Regions from separate parts of the Mus musculus genome. Here all the other regions are linked to region 2. The links are chromatin contacts, called in public HiChIP or PLAC-seq maps. All regions are on one chromosome and are shown on one strand. The core of a region is the stretch at or near the end of the contact, and the rest is flanking DNA. Distances in the headings are between cores, read along the strand shown.

Region 1 (2,772 bases), core at 101-2,600, 980 kb before region 2:
TGGTTGAGTAGCTATTCCCCTGAGGTCACCACATAGGTTTGAATTCACCAAAGGGTCCCAGGAACAGATGTAGACTCTATAGTCAGCAGGAACTGTTCAAATCACCGTTCATCACCCGAGAAGAGGGAGAGCCTGGGAGAAACTCCTTTACCTGGGAATCTTGGGCTCCTTGTCTATGAAGATGCAGATGAGAACAGTGCTGGTGCTCGTAGAGACTCACGTGAGTGAATGAGACAACCCAACCTTAAGAGCAGAGGCAATAGTATGATGTCATTTAAAAAAAAATCATTATTTTATCATCGTTGGGGAAGTGTGGGAATCAGAGTGAGGGAGGCAACCAAAATATAATATTTTAGTTCACCCTAGTATTTCTGAACTCAGAATATTTCCATATTGGTTAGAATACATTAAGATTCAGTATTAATTTAAATAAATTAAAACTGTACACAGCCAACATGTGTACACTGAGCCCTTCTCATGTTCCAGGCACAATTCTGGGACCTGGCTGAAGGAGATGATATCTCTGCTCTTAGAAAACTTACATTCTCTCTGTGTGTTTGTGTTTGTGTGTGTGTGCCTTCTATCATTCTCACCTTAGAGAGACAAGGTCTCTCCTGGAACCTGGAGCTTACCAATGCAGCTAGACTGTCTGCCTGCAATCTCCAGGGCCCCTCCTCTCTTCACACCTTTTCTTCCATGCGTGCCATCATGTCAAGGGCTTTACACGTGTGCTGTGGATACAACTCAGGTCCTTATGCTGGTGTGGCAGACACTTTACTAACTGAGCCATCTCACTAGCCAGAGAGAGGAGAGATACACACAGAGAGAGCCAGAGACAGAGAGACAAAAAAACAGAGACAGAGAGACAGAGAGAGAGAGAAAGAGAATCACAGCTAAGTGCAAGTAGAGATGCAAAGGTATGGTGGTCTTGGAAGAATGTCATTTCCAGTCACCATTCAACTACCGAGCAACCTACCTTTGTGCTCATCAACTTTGCCGGCTTCTGAACACACATCAGCCTCCTCTGCATGGAACATGGTAAAGGTAGAAAAGTATTCTTACACCCTATGGAGGATGAGAAAGGCCAGAGAGGTCAGCTTCCCTCCAGCTATACTGCTGTTCACGACCATCAGCTAAGAGGATGATGGGAAAGCTGTCCCTCATTCTGCAGGGAGCTTAAACCCAGAGATGGCATTTCTGAGGCCTTCTGGGACTTAAGCCTTCAAATACATAAGACTTCTCTAAGTCAAGAGATTAGAAGATGACATTTCCCCTTGGCTTGCTGCAGCACGTTGCAAGGGCATGTACGAGAGCCATCTCCTGACAAGAATACCTGGCACTGGCCACACAGTGTTCTCTGTGGGAGTCTTCCTGCCTGGGAGACTAGTTTCTGTGACTCACAGGATATGAGATGGTGTGAGGGAAAAGGAAGGGTGCAGGAAAGCCTGCAGTAAATGGGGATGGACCCCTTAATGTCTGTATGGCTGTTTTCCAAAGACACAAATCAATTTCCTGGGAGATGTCCCCAGAATTTTTTTGATTGTAGAAATGTGACAATGAGGTGAAAATCTAGTCACCAGCACATGTTTCAGCTTGCCATTCGTAGCTGATAGTAACTGGGCCTGGTTTCTGAATAGTCAAACAGAAAACACAGTTACATGTTAGGAAAGCTGTGGTTCACAGCCAAGGGAAGAGAGGGGGTGGCAGGAAATTTCACTTCCAAAAGAGCCACTCACTTGAGATGCTTTTGTTAACCGGCACTGAAGTGCATGGGGACTAGTCTTAGTGGGAAAATGAGACACATAGGTGGTGGTGGTGTGGCCCTGATACCCGGGGGGGGGGGTGTCCCTAGAATCATGGCTCTCACCCGGGAAGTGAATGAGGATCTTTGCAGAATACTACATAAAGGCAAATTTCATTCCAGTTGAGGGATTGGTTTTTTACATCTCTCCTTTTCCTCCTCCCTCCCTCTCTCCCTCCCTTCCCCCTTCCCTCCCCTCCCCCACCCCCTCTGTGTTCACAATCAATCTGCAGCATGGGTGTGGGAGTCAATTTTCTTCTTCCTCCACTTGTGACACAGGGATTGAACTCAAGTCATCAGGCTTGGTGGCAAGTGCCTTCAGCCATCTCAGTGTCCCCAGTGGAGCTTTTAAAAGCTCTACTGGCTCACTTACTATGGGTGATGCACAGAGAACCATGTCCCATATACCATAACTATGCTCCAAACACTATGGCCATACCCCATACACCACAACCATGCCCTATATATCATGACCACATCTAATTATATTCTACACCCCACACCTGTGCCCCAAACAAAACAACCATGTTTAATGCATCATGACCATGTCCCCTACACCAAACAACATGAGCATGTACCTGTATGATGACTTAAGCCCCACCCCTGGCTAGGGAGTTATTGGTAATTGACAGCTTCCTGGAAATAGAAAATTAGTTTTTGAAAAGGTGTGTCCCATAGTAGGTCAACCACACTCCAGTGAATAGACATCTACCCAAGAAAATGTAGACAGCACTAATTGGACTCAATGTGTTTTTAAAAAAATAAAGGCATAGTATTTTAGGAGAGCCCATTCCTCATGCCACCCCTTACTTTATGATTTCCTCCACTCCCTGATAGGCCAGATCCTTCTTAACCTAACCTGAGCGGCAGTGTGTCAGCTTCTAGCCACCTTAGAACACCAGTCCATTCCCAAGTCCCCAGCAGAGTGGTTGCCATGTCTATATTGTATAGAATGGTCAGGACCATGACCC
Region 2 (3,010 bases), core at 180-2,679:
GTTAACCGAGCTTGCTAACCTGCTGCCTGCTTTGTATATTCGCAAAGCCTCCTGGGTGGAAAAGGAGAATCCAGTGGAAGGGTGAAAGATCCTTGCTTGAGCTCCAGACAGCTGGTGAGTGAAAGGCAGCCAGAGACACAGCTGTCCTTGAGTTGCGCTTCTGCCAAGTCAAAATAACAGGTATGGGGTTGAGATTCCGAGCTCAGCCTGTGCAGTGCCTGCTGTGTGCTAGGCCTTCTTGAAAGGGCGAAACACACCCTTTTGTTTTCAGTCCTTGCCGTGGAGCGCTGTCCTCTGAGCACAGTGTGGGTGTCACGGGAACAGCCGTGGCTACGTGCGAGAGACTCTCAAGCCATGACTCCTTGACAGGCGGCGTTCCCTCAGAGTAGGAGAGGTGTAGGGAGGCTCATTGGACCCTCGGCTGAGCTCAGTCACACTCTTTTGCACTTACTGGCCAGTTATATGTTAATTCTGGCTAAATTGCACGTGGTCTGGGTGAAGTACTGTAGACGGTGGAATGTTAACTGCGAGTAGGACTCCTATACAGCTATGGGGAAGCTGTCATCCATGCTGGGGCCGAGGCTTCCTAGTGGCAGCTGCTCCTGGAGATAACCCCTCTCCCGTGCTTCCCTTAGTTCCCGTTGGGCTACAGTGGAATCTTACTGTGTGGTTTTGTTGTTGGTACCCTGTAAGGGAGAGGGGGTTGAAGACGATGCTCTGTGTCTCCTCGGAGAGAGTTCCCACAATGGCCCTGTAACAATCTATTTTACCGAAGAGCAGCTTTGTAGCTGGGGTTTGTTACTGCAGCCAGCAGCTTGAGGGTCTCTGTGAAGCATGCTGGGGTGTGGTGGGTGGGGTAGAATGAGGTCTGGCTGCTGTGACTCCTTTCCTGTGGGTCTCAGGAATGGAAGTAGAGCCATTTGATGGAGGAGGAACAGTAATTTTCTATGCACAGTTTAGTTCTGCTGATGTTTAATGAGAACTTCAGGGAAGGTGCCCTGGAAAAAGAGAACACTGGGGCTCCACCCCTCATACCTGTCTCTGTGTGGTCTTTAGTCCCTCTCAGGCTTCCTTTCATTCTCCATGATGAGGCACTGGTGTCTCTGACCAATGGCCTCTCCGCATAGCAAGATCTAGGTACAAAATGGTCATTGGATTTTTGTAGACCCTCCAAAGGCCACACCACCAGGAAGCTATGTTCACTGATGTGGGGCTCTGGAATTCTCTTGTTTGGCCAGTCTCTGCATTTCCTTTAGCCCACAGGTTGTCACCAGTGTTTGCTTTAACTTCCTCTTACGGCTATCTCAATTCGAGATTGCCAGCCTGAGCTACAGATCCATCTTGCCACAGATGCCAGCCCACCGCCACAGGCTGACTGCAGAGACTGCAGTGCCCTGCTGCACAGTGCTGGGGAAACTTGTTGCTGAGGGGATGTTTAAAGACTCTTCCAGTGGAGACAGCTCGTAGGCGGCGTGTTTTCCTGGCTCACTCCAGAGTATAGCTGGCCCCTCGGCAGTTGGTATTTCCCAGTGGTCCATCGTCCGCTCCTCTTCTACTGAAGTTCTTTACCTTGGCTTTCCAAGCCTCCTTTCCCTGGGAGGAGTGGCCATGGTCTCTGTGGGAGCAGAAGCCTGGCCTTGGCCCTGACGGTGCTTGGGGCTGTGATGGCTGGGGAGGCAGCGCCTTCCCTCACCAGGCTGAAGACAATTGGGAATAGACACAGGGTGGGCAGAGGCTTCCGAGCCCTAGAGAGGCAGTTTTGTCTTCTGACTGCTGTCAGTTGTGGTCAGAGGAAAGGGGCTTTGAACAGTGGAGTGGGAGTCAGCCGCTTTTTTATCTTTGAGGGTCACTGAGCATCTAGAGTCAGCCATCTCTAGCTGTTAGCCCCTTGTTTACCTGCCCAGCTCTGAGGTGGCTGGCAAGCTATGGGCTACAGCTTCAGTCCTGCATGCTAGCTGAGTGCCTCACCCTGCAGTGGATGGCAGAACTTTTGCAGGCTTGCATGCTGGAATGCACACAGCCAGCTTTTCCTGACCCCTCTGGGTTTGTGGTGAAGGGAGTCATTGAAATGGGTGGGATAATCCACTCTTCTCAGAGGTGGGCTGCTGATGACCTCCACAGGCCTGAGAGTCTAACTTAATAAACAATGGCTTAAAGTCTTACGATGAGTTGTAGTGGTATTAGTGAGGTGTGTTATTGTTTGTTTGTTTGTTTTTGTTTTTCGATCACATTTTACTGCTTTATTTACATATTAAATATTTCTCATGAACTTTGCTTTATAAAACTGACAAAGATTTTTGCCTCATTAAGCAAGCTGTGTTTGCTGACTGTAGCATAAACACATCATCACCATGCAAACAGACATACATTTAAGTGCATATACTGTGAATTTTTGGCTTTTAGGCTTTCAGACTTGTTTATTCAGGTAGTATAAAAAAAGAGATGAGGCACATTCTTAGGGGAATTTTAAGAGTACACATAGGTTAAATTTTTTGTTCTGCGGTAATTGTAGACTCATGCTCAGCAAACAAGGCGATTGAAGCAGCAGGAAGGGAAGGAAGTGAGTAATCTAAGTGGATAGTGGGATCTTAGACTTAGCTTCTTGCTCGCCTATACTGCCCCCTGCTGGCCATGCCAGACTTTGCATTGCGGATGTATACTTAGCAGGAAGGGGATCAGTTGTTTCATACATACACACCATAGGTGATCTCTTTCTGTGATCTTCCTTTCTTTCCCAAGAATAGAAATGACTTTCAGGTCTTCTGTTCTGATATCTTAAATGATATCTTGGTCTCTTCTCTCTGCTCTTCCTACAGCTAACCTCTGGGATTATTTCCTGTCCAGGGTTCCATGAGATTTAACCTTTTTTTTTTTCTTTTTCTGTTTGAAAGAATTGAGAGAGTGATTAGTGCATTGTGAGCTGCTAGTTCTTTTTCATTTTATTTATTTATTTTTGAGGCAGAGTGTCGTCGTCCCCCAACCCCCACCAGGCTAGCCTTGAACTAACTCA
Region 3 (2,700 bases), core at 175-2,674, 700 kb after region 2:
CCCTTCTGTACCTTGTGAAACATACGGCAGAAGGAAGCATCACTTCCCTGGAAATACATGGCTACGCCCTATGCTTCACTGGTCATAGGAAATGGGCTGCCTCTGAGCTTAGCCATGCCACAGTGGATCCAGCTACTGCTGTACTGCAGTGTCCTGCTGACAAAAAGGGTCCTTCTTACTCTACCATCCACCGATTTGCATGTGCAATTTCTTCAGATGAGCTTACCTGAGATGGAAGACCCATGTGATCTCCCCCTGCCATGAGTCAGAGTAGTGGTTCTCAACAGGGCGTGGTTCTGCTCCCAGGGAATCCTTGACAAGGTCTGGAGATAGCTTGGGTGTTATACTTGGATGCTGCTGCTAACTAATATCCAGTAGCCAGAGGTCAGGGATGTGTCTAGACATCCTGTAGTACCCAGGGTGGTGCTTGCGGTAGTCTATGATCCAGTCCTAAATGTCCACAGTGCTGAGGCAAACCAACCCTAACTTGGAGGTGGTTCTTTTGTTTGCTGAGGATGCTGGCTGCATCCCTGAGTAGGCTGCCTGATCTGGGTGTGACTGTGGTTCCCGGAGCCCCTTGCCCTCCATTTCTGTTGAGGGACTATTTAGCCTTTCTTTCCTGGTGCTCTCAGACATTTTCCCATCCTCCTCTTCTGTGCCTTAGGTGGAAGGAGTGACTTCAGCCACTGCCTTCTACCACTATACTTTGTAGTTTTTTTTGGGTTTTTTTCTTTTTCTTTTTCTTTTTCTTTTTTTCTTTTGTCACAGCCTGAGAGGTCCTCTTCCCTCTCTACTGTGTTCAGTGTCTCTGGCAGGCTCATCTCATCTCTGTAGCCCCAGTTCCCATGGCAGTGCCTGCTTGTAGCTCCTTTTGGCTACTTAGCTTTGGGTCCTTCCCTAGCTGAGATACACCAACATTGGAGGCAGCTGCTGCTTCCCTGAAGCTGAGCTCTGGGCTTCCTTTTGATGGCTTTCCAAGACCCCTGATACCCTTAGGAAGGTCCCCCTCCCCCACCCCCCACACACACCTCCCTATCCCCACCCTGCACCATATTCTCTTTCCTGAGTGATTATCAGGAATTCTTCTCTTGCCTGGACCTTGAGACAGCCAACCCCTTCTCTGGACCTCACACAACCCCTCCCAACAGACAGGCAGTCAGGGGCCACTTCTCCTCCCCTCTCTCTGGTGTCTAACATTTCTCTCTTTCCTCTTTGTTGTCAGTCCTAATACTTGACACAAGCAGAGGCCGAACTTTAAATTATCCCATGTTCTATGAGAACAGTCTTGGGTCCCCAGATACTTCCTCTCTATCGTCAGGGCTGGCATCTTGCCTGGGTGATGCCCATGGGCTACAGTGCTAGCAGAGGCCAGGGCTCCTCAAGCTCGCCCAAAGTGTTCAAGGAGGAAACATGTCCGGCAGCCTGTGGAAGGAAGACCAGTGAGTCACTGGTGTGGAATTCATGCTCAGGCCCTGAGTGCTGACTGAGTAATTAGGTGTGGTTGCTGGTGGCCTGCCTCTAAACCGACTTAATCAATTCATCACTTCTTCTTTGCCCCAGCTAGTCTTACTGTGTGGACCCCAGGCATTCATCTTCCTGGTGAGAGTCTGGGTGGGGAAAGATAAATCACGTTTGAGATCAGCTAAGTCATCGCCTGCCTTTGTGGCCAAACCTGAAAGCCAGGTCCCGGCTCTCATTTCTCAACCATCAGACTGTGAGATACCATTGAGACAAACTAGCCGTGAGTGACTTCATTAAGTCTGGCCAGCAAGAGTGTTGGGATGGCTCCTGAGGTGAGGTACTTCAGCAGAGGTTGCCTCTAAGTGACCCCTGCCCCTTGCTTGGAAAAGCATGCTTGGAAGTCAGATATGGTTGAGAAACCCTGCATTGCATTGTGGGAAATTCACAATGCATCCCAGGATCTGAGAAGTCCTGAAGGATCCTTCCAACCGTCAGTGGTAACTCTGAATTCACGCATTCCAGCGGGGAGACTTAACTGGAAGATTCCAAAACACCATGGGTTTCTGGGGCTGCTCCCATGGGGCTTTGTTTTAGGGGCTACAGGGTGGGCCCCACTGTTCATATTCTCTCAAAATTTTCCAGGGACTGGATACAATTCAGGTTAAGGGGCAAAGGGAGATGGCTCAGTTGGTAAGGTCAAACTCAAAGGCCCGAGTCTCCATTCTCCATGTCCAGTACCCACATTAACAACAACATCAAACAAGAGAAGGAGGAAGAGGAGGAAGAGGAGGAAGAGGAGGAAGAAGAGGAGGAAGAGGAGGAGTGAGTCTGTCATCCCAGTGCTGGGAGGCAGCCAGTTTAGCCAATATGTGAGTTCCAGGTTCAGGGAGAGTGCCCGTGTTTAAAAAAAAAGTGAAAATGGATTGAAGAAAACACCTAAGACACCTGACATAAATCTCTGACCTACACATGGGCAAGTGTGTGTGCACGCACACATACTCACATACACACATACACACATACTCACATACACACACACCTCAGACATATATACACATATACACATGCACACACACTCACACTGGCATGCTCACACACATGCAGGAACACATTTACACTCATACACATTCTCATACTCGAATGCACACATATATACATGCTAGCACTCATGCACATACATGTATGTACACACAGAGAGACACAAAAGCACGTACACACACACACACACACACAGAGAGA
Region 4 (3,026 bases), core at 45-2,544, 760 kb before region 2:
GTGTGTATGTATATGTATATGTATTTGTGTGTATGTATATGTGTGTATGTATGTGTATATATGTATGTGTGTATGTGTGCATGTGTGTGTATGTGTGTGTATATGTGTTTGTGTGTATGTATATGTGTGTGTGTGTGTGTGTGTGTGTGTGTGTGTGTGTGTATTTTTTCATCCCACTGTTGATCCTTTGGGAATTCCATTCATGTTTTAGTTTTAAGACAATTTTATCTCCACATTACTGACTAAGAAGCCAATTGTTTCAGAATGGTTTCAATTACTTGTTATGACAATTGGATGCCTGACAAAGAGGGCTGGGGAGATGTCTCTGGGAGAAAAGACACCTGTGGCCAAGCCTGACAACCTGCATTGGATCACCAGCGCCAGAGGGAGAGATGACTTGTCTTTTCCGTTGCTATGATAAAGTAAGTCTGCCTAAAACAAGTTTAAGGTGGAAAGAGGTTATTTGGCTTACAGTTCCAGGTTACATAGCAGGGAAGTCAAGGCAGGAACTTGGAAGAGGGAGTCACGGCACATACATAGTCAAGAGCAGAGAGAATCACAAAGAGATGCATGCCCACAGCTCAGCTTGCTCACCTATTCATGCATAGTTCAGAATCCAAACCTAGAGCGCAATGCTACATTTAGGAGAGGCATTCCCAGCTCAGTTAATCCAGTCTGGAGACTCCCTCACAAACATGGCTAGGGGCTGGCGGGGCAGTGGCCTCTGCCACTAGACAGAAAACTTGGTGAGGTTGAGTGGATTCAGAAACCCTGATAATTCTCACTTCTGAGAATGATAGGGGTTTAATCTACTCCTACCAGGTTCCTGTCCTGCAACACATGACCACGACACCCCATGGAGAGGACTGTGACAATCAGTCACATAGGTGCAACACCCGAATCCCCCCACATGCAGATGAGGCATCCCTAACATCTCAGAACAAGCCAATAGAAAGCATCTGCTTTTAGACCTCAGCCTATCACCAAATGAATATAAGACCCTATCCACAAGGAATAAAGTGCACAAGTTATTTCATCAAAGACTGTCCTAACACGTTGAGGAAGAGAATTCTCTCCTGAAACTTTCATTGCTGGAAGCTCCCTGAGCCTAAGGTAGTCACTTCCCATTGCTCAGTGGCCCCGCCCAACCCTGGCTCCCAGCCCCGCCCACTGCTTTCCTGTTGCATGCTGTTGCCTGTCATTGACTCCAGGGCAGGTGCAGCAGCCAACTCTGGGGCAGCTGCAGAAAAGGCCTGGCAGCCCTCCTTGCTGTGGCTCTTCGTCCCCTCAGAGAGCCACAACTGTTTGGCTATTCTGGCCAGGCCAGAGCCCCAAAGATCCCCTCAGACAGTGCCCAGTATGCAGACCGCAGACTGGGAGTGGCTTGTTTCTGTGATGATTCTAGATCCAGTCAAATTAATAATTAATAACCATCACAGATGTTTAGAGACTGAGTCAGAATGGCTGAGCCTATTGACTGTTATACCCAGGCTGCCTGGCCCCAGACGTGGGTCTCCTGAATACTGTTCTACATTTCTTGTAGTGTAAACACAGGCAAAAATAAAGTCACCAAAACTCACACTAAAATATATTCTACCCATATAATAGAGGAGTAGAACACTTGCCTGGCATGTTTGAGGCTCTGGAGTCCAGCCATAGTATCACCAAAATAAAACAACAAAATAACTCTACAAAGTCGATGAACTTTAGCCAAGATGAGCTTTGCTCGGTGGGGCTATTAGGGATTAGTTTTTTATTATTGATTTTTCATATTGATTCTCTATGACATTCATGATGGAAAAATAATTAACTATTCTTAAAAAAAATCAGTGACAATCAGGTGGACATATATTTGTAAAGTATCAATATGACTTAGAGTGTGCTCCCGTGTCCTGCTTGCTGAAGTCATAGGAGAACTTTTGCCAGGCTGGTGAGTGTCACTGGCAGGTGCTCCATGCATGGAGGCCACCAGCTGAAATGATGGCAAAGATGAGGGGGAAATGACCTTCATAACTTACCAGGGACTCAGAAGTCTAGACAGGAGTGACCCAGACATCAGAGGGTCATCATTACCACTGCCTCCATCTCTCACAGTGACCATGATACAGTAGTTGGGAATCTCATGGAGATGAGATTCAGGGTCACAGGAGGGTGTGCACAGCTATGACCAGACACAGCACTTCATGTTAGAGTCTTCAGTATGCATGGAGATCACAGTACCCACTCCTTAGGATCACTAGAGGTTAAGTGTATTGTTACTTTGATATATTGGTGCATTGCTATATTGCTACATTGCTATATTGCTACATTGCTATATTGCTACACTGTTATATGCCGCTTTTGTTTTCATTTCTTGTGTCATGCAAGACTTCTCTTCCTTGGGAAGAGATGTTGGGAAGAGGTGTGCATGCCATAGTGTGGGTCACTGAATAGATTCACAGAAAGCAGAGTATTGATGCAGCTTCAGATCATCAACCCAGGCTCAGAAAGTTCAAAAGCCCCAAAGCCAAGTGTCCTGTCAAGCATTCAAGACATGTTGGGTTTACTTCAATTGGACCTCCTTCCACTGCTGTTGACTAGGACGTTGAAATTCTGCCTTTTGAAGTTCAGTATGCCCAAGGTTTGGCGGTAGGTTTTGCAGGATCAGATGACAGGCTCCAGGTGGCCAGGGGTTAGCTACCGTGGCAAAAGCAGTCTTTTTGGCGTCTCATGTGATTTGGCATTCATTTCAAGATGATGTCAATGAAATCACACTGGGGTGGGGATGATGGCTTCAGGCCCCATGCTGGTGACAGCTGACATGTTTATCCTTCTCTCTGGGGCACCCACCTCCTGGCCAGCGGTCAATTACAAAGACTCTTCAGAGAATTATGATTGACTTAAGATATTTTGTGAAAACACAGTTGAGTTTTATGGCAATGTACTTACTGTAAAGAGTTCTTTGCTAAACATTGAACATTCTCAGATGACAAGAATAAACGCTGTTAGGGCTGGAGAGATGGCTCAGTGGTTCAGAGCACTGATTG

What was found. HiChIP or PLAC-seq counts read pairs in DNA pulled down with a chosen protein or histone mark.
Region 1: a FOXA1 HiChIP or PLAC-seq map of pancreatic cancer cells shows a contact between it and region 2. The contact joins two enhancer-like sites. A contact is called at or near these places in 1 of 115 datasets of contacts at active chromatin or transcription factors (pancreatic cancer cells) and 1 of 9 other capture datasets (embryonic stem cells).
Region 3: a FOXA1 HiChIP or PLAC-seq map of pancreatic cancer cells shows a contact between it and region 2. The contact joins two enhancer-like sites.
Region 4: a contact with region 2 is called in a FOXA1 HiChIP or PLAC-seq map of pancreatic cancer cells. The contact joins two enhancer-like sites. A contact is called at or near these places in 14 of 484 Hi-C or Micro-C datasets (the C2C12 cell line, Th1 cells, Th2 cells and 10 more) and 3 of 115 datasets of contacts at active chromatin or transcription factors (embryonic basal ganglia, pancreatic cancer cells and stem cell-derived neural progenitor cells).

Annotation. Positions count from the first base shown.
Region 1 is chr1:88,542,116-88,544,887 of GRCm38.p6, forward strand. No RefSeq gene overlaps it. Among named protein-coding and RNA genes, the nearest start is that of Gm19589, 8.0 kb to the right of the region's middle. Within about 2 kb of position 1,351, at least 20 of the 459 cell types and tissues checked have an H3K27ac peak or open chromatin away from gene starts, as enhancers often do. A contact at or near this core is called in pancreatic cancer cells, where this site is marked.
Region 2 is chr1:89,521,977-89,524,986 of GRCm38.p6, forward strand. The region is part of intron 1 of Agap1 (ArfGAP with GTPase domain, ankyrin repeat and PH domain 1); the gene reads left to right. Among named protein-coding and RNA genes, the nearest start is that of Gm41914, 57 kb to the right of the region's middle. Within about 2 kb of position 1,430, at least 28 of the 459 cell types and tissues checked have an H3K27ac peak or open chromatin away from gene starts, as enhancers often do. A contact at or near this core is called in myocytes and pancreatic cancer cells, where this site is marked.
Region 3 is chr1:90,224,382-90,227,081 of GRCm38.p6, forward strand. No RefSeq gene overlaps it. Among named protein-coding and RNA genes, the nearest start is that of Gm34930, 22 kb to the right of the region's middle. Within about 2 kb of position 1,425, at least 98 of the 459 cell types and tissues checked have an H3K27ac peak or open chromatin away from gene starts, as enhancers often do. A contact at or near this core is called in pancreatic cancer cells, where this site is marked.
Region 4 is chr1:88,762,732-88,765,757 of GRCm38.p6, forward strand. No RefSeq gene overlaps it. Among named protein-coding and RNA genes, the nearest start is that of Platr5, 9.4 kb to the left of the region's middle. Within about 2 kb of position 1,295, at least 19 of the 459 cell types and tissues checked have an H3K27ac peak or open chromatin away from gene starts, as enhancers often do. A contact at or near this core is called in myocytes and pancreatic cancer cells, where this site is marked.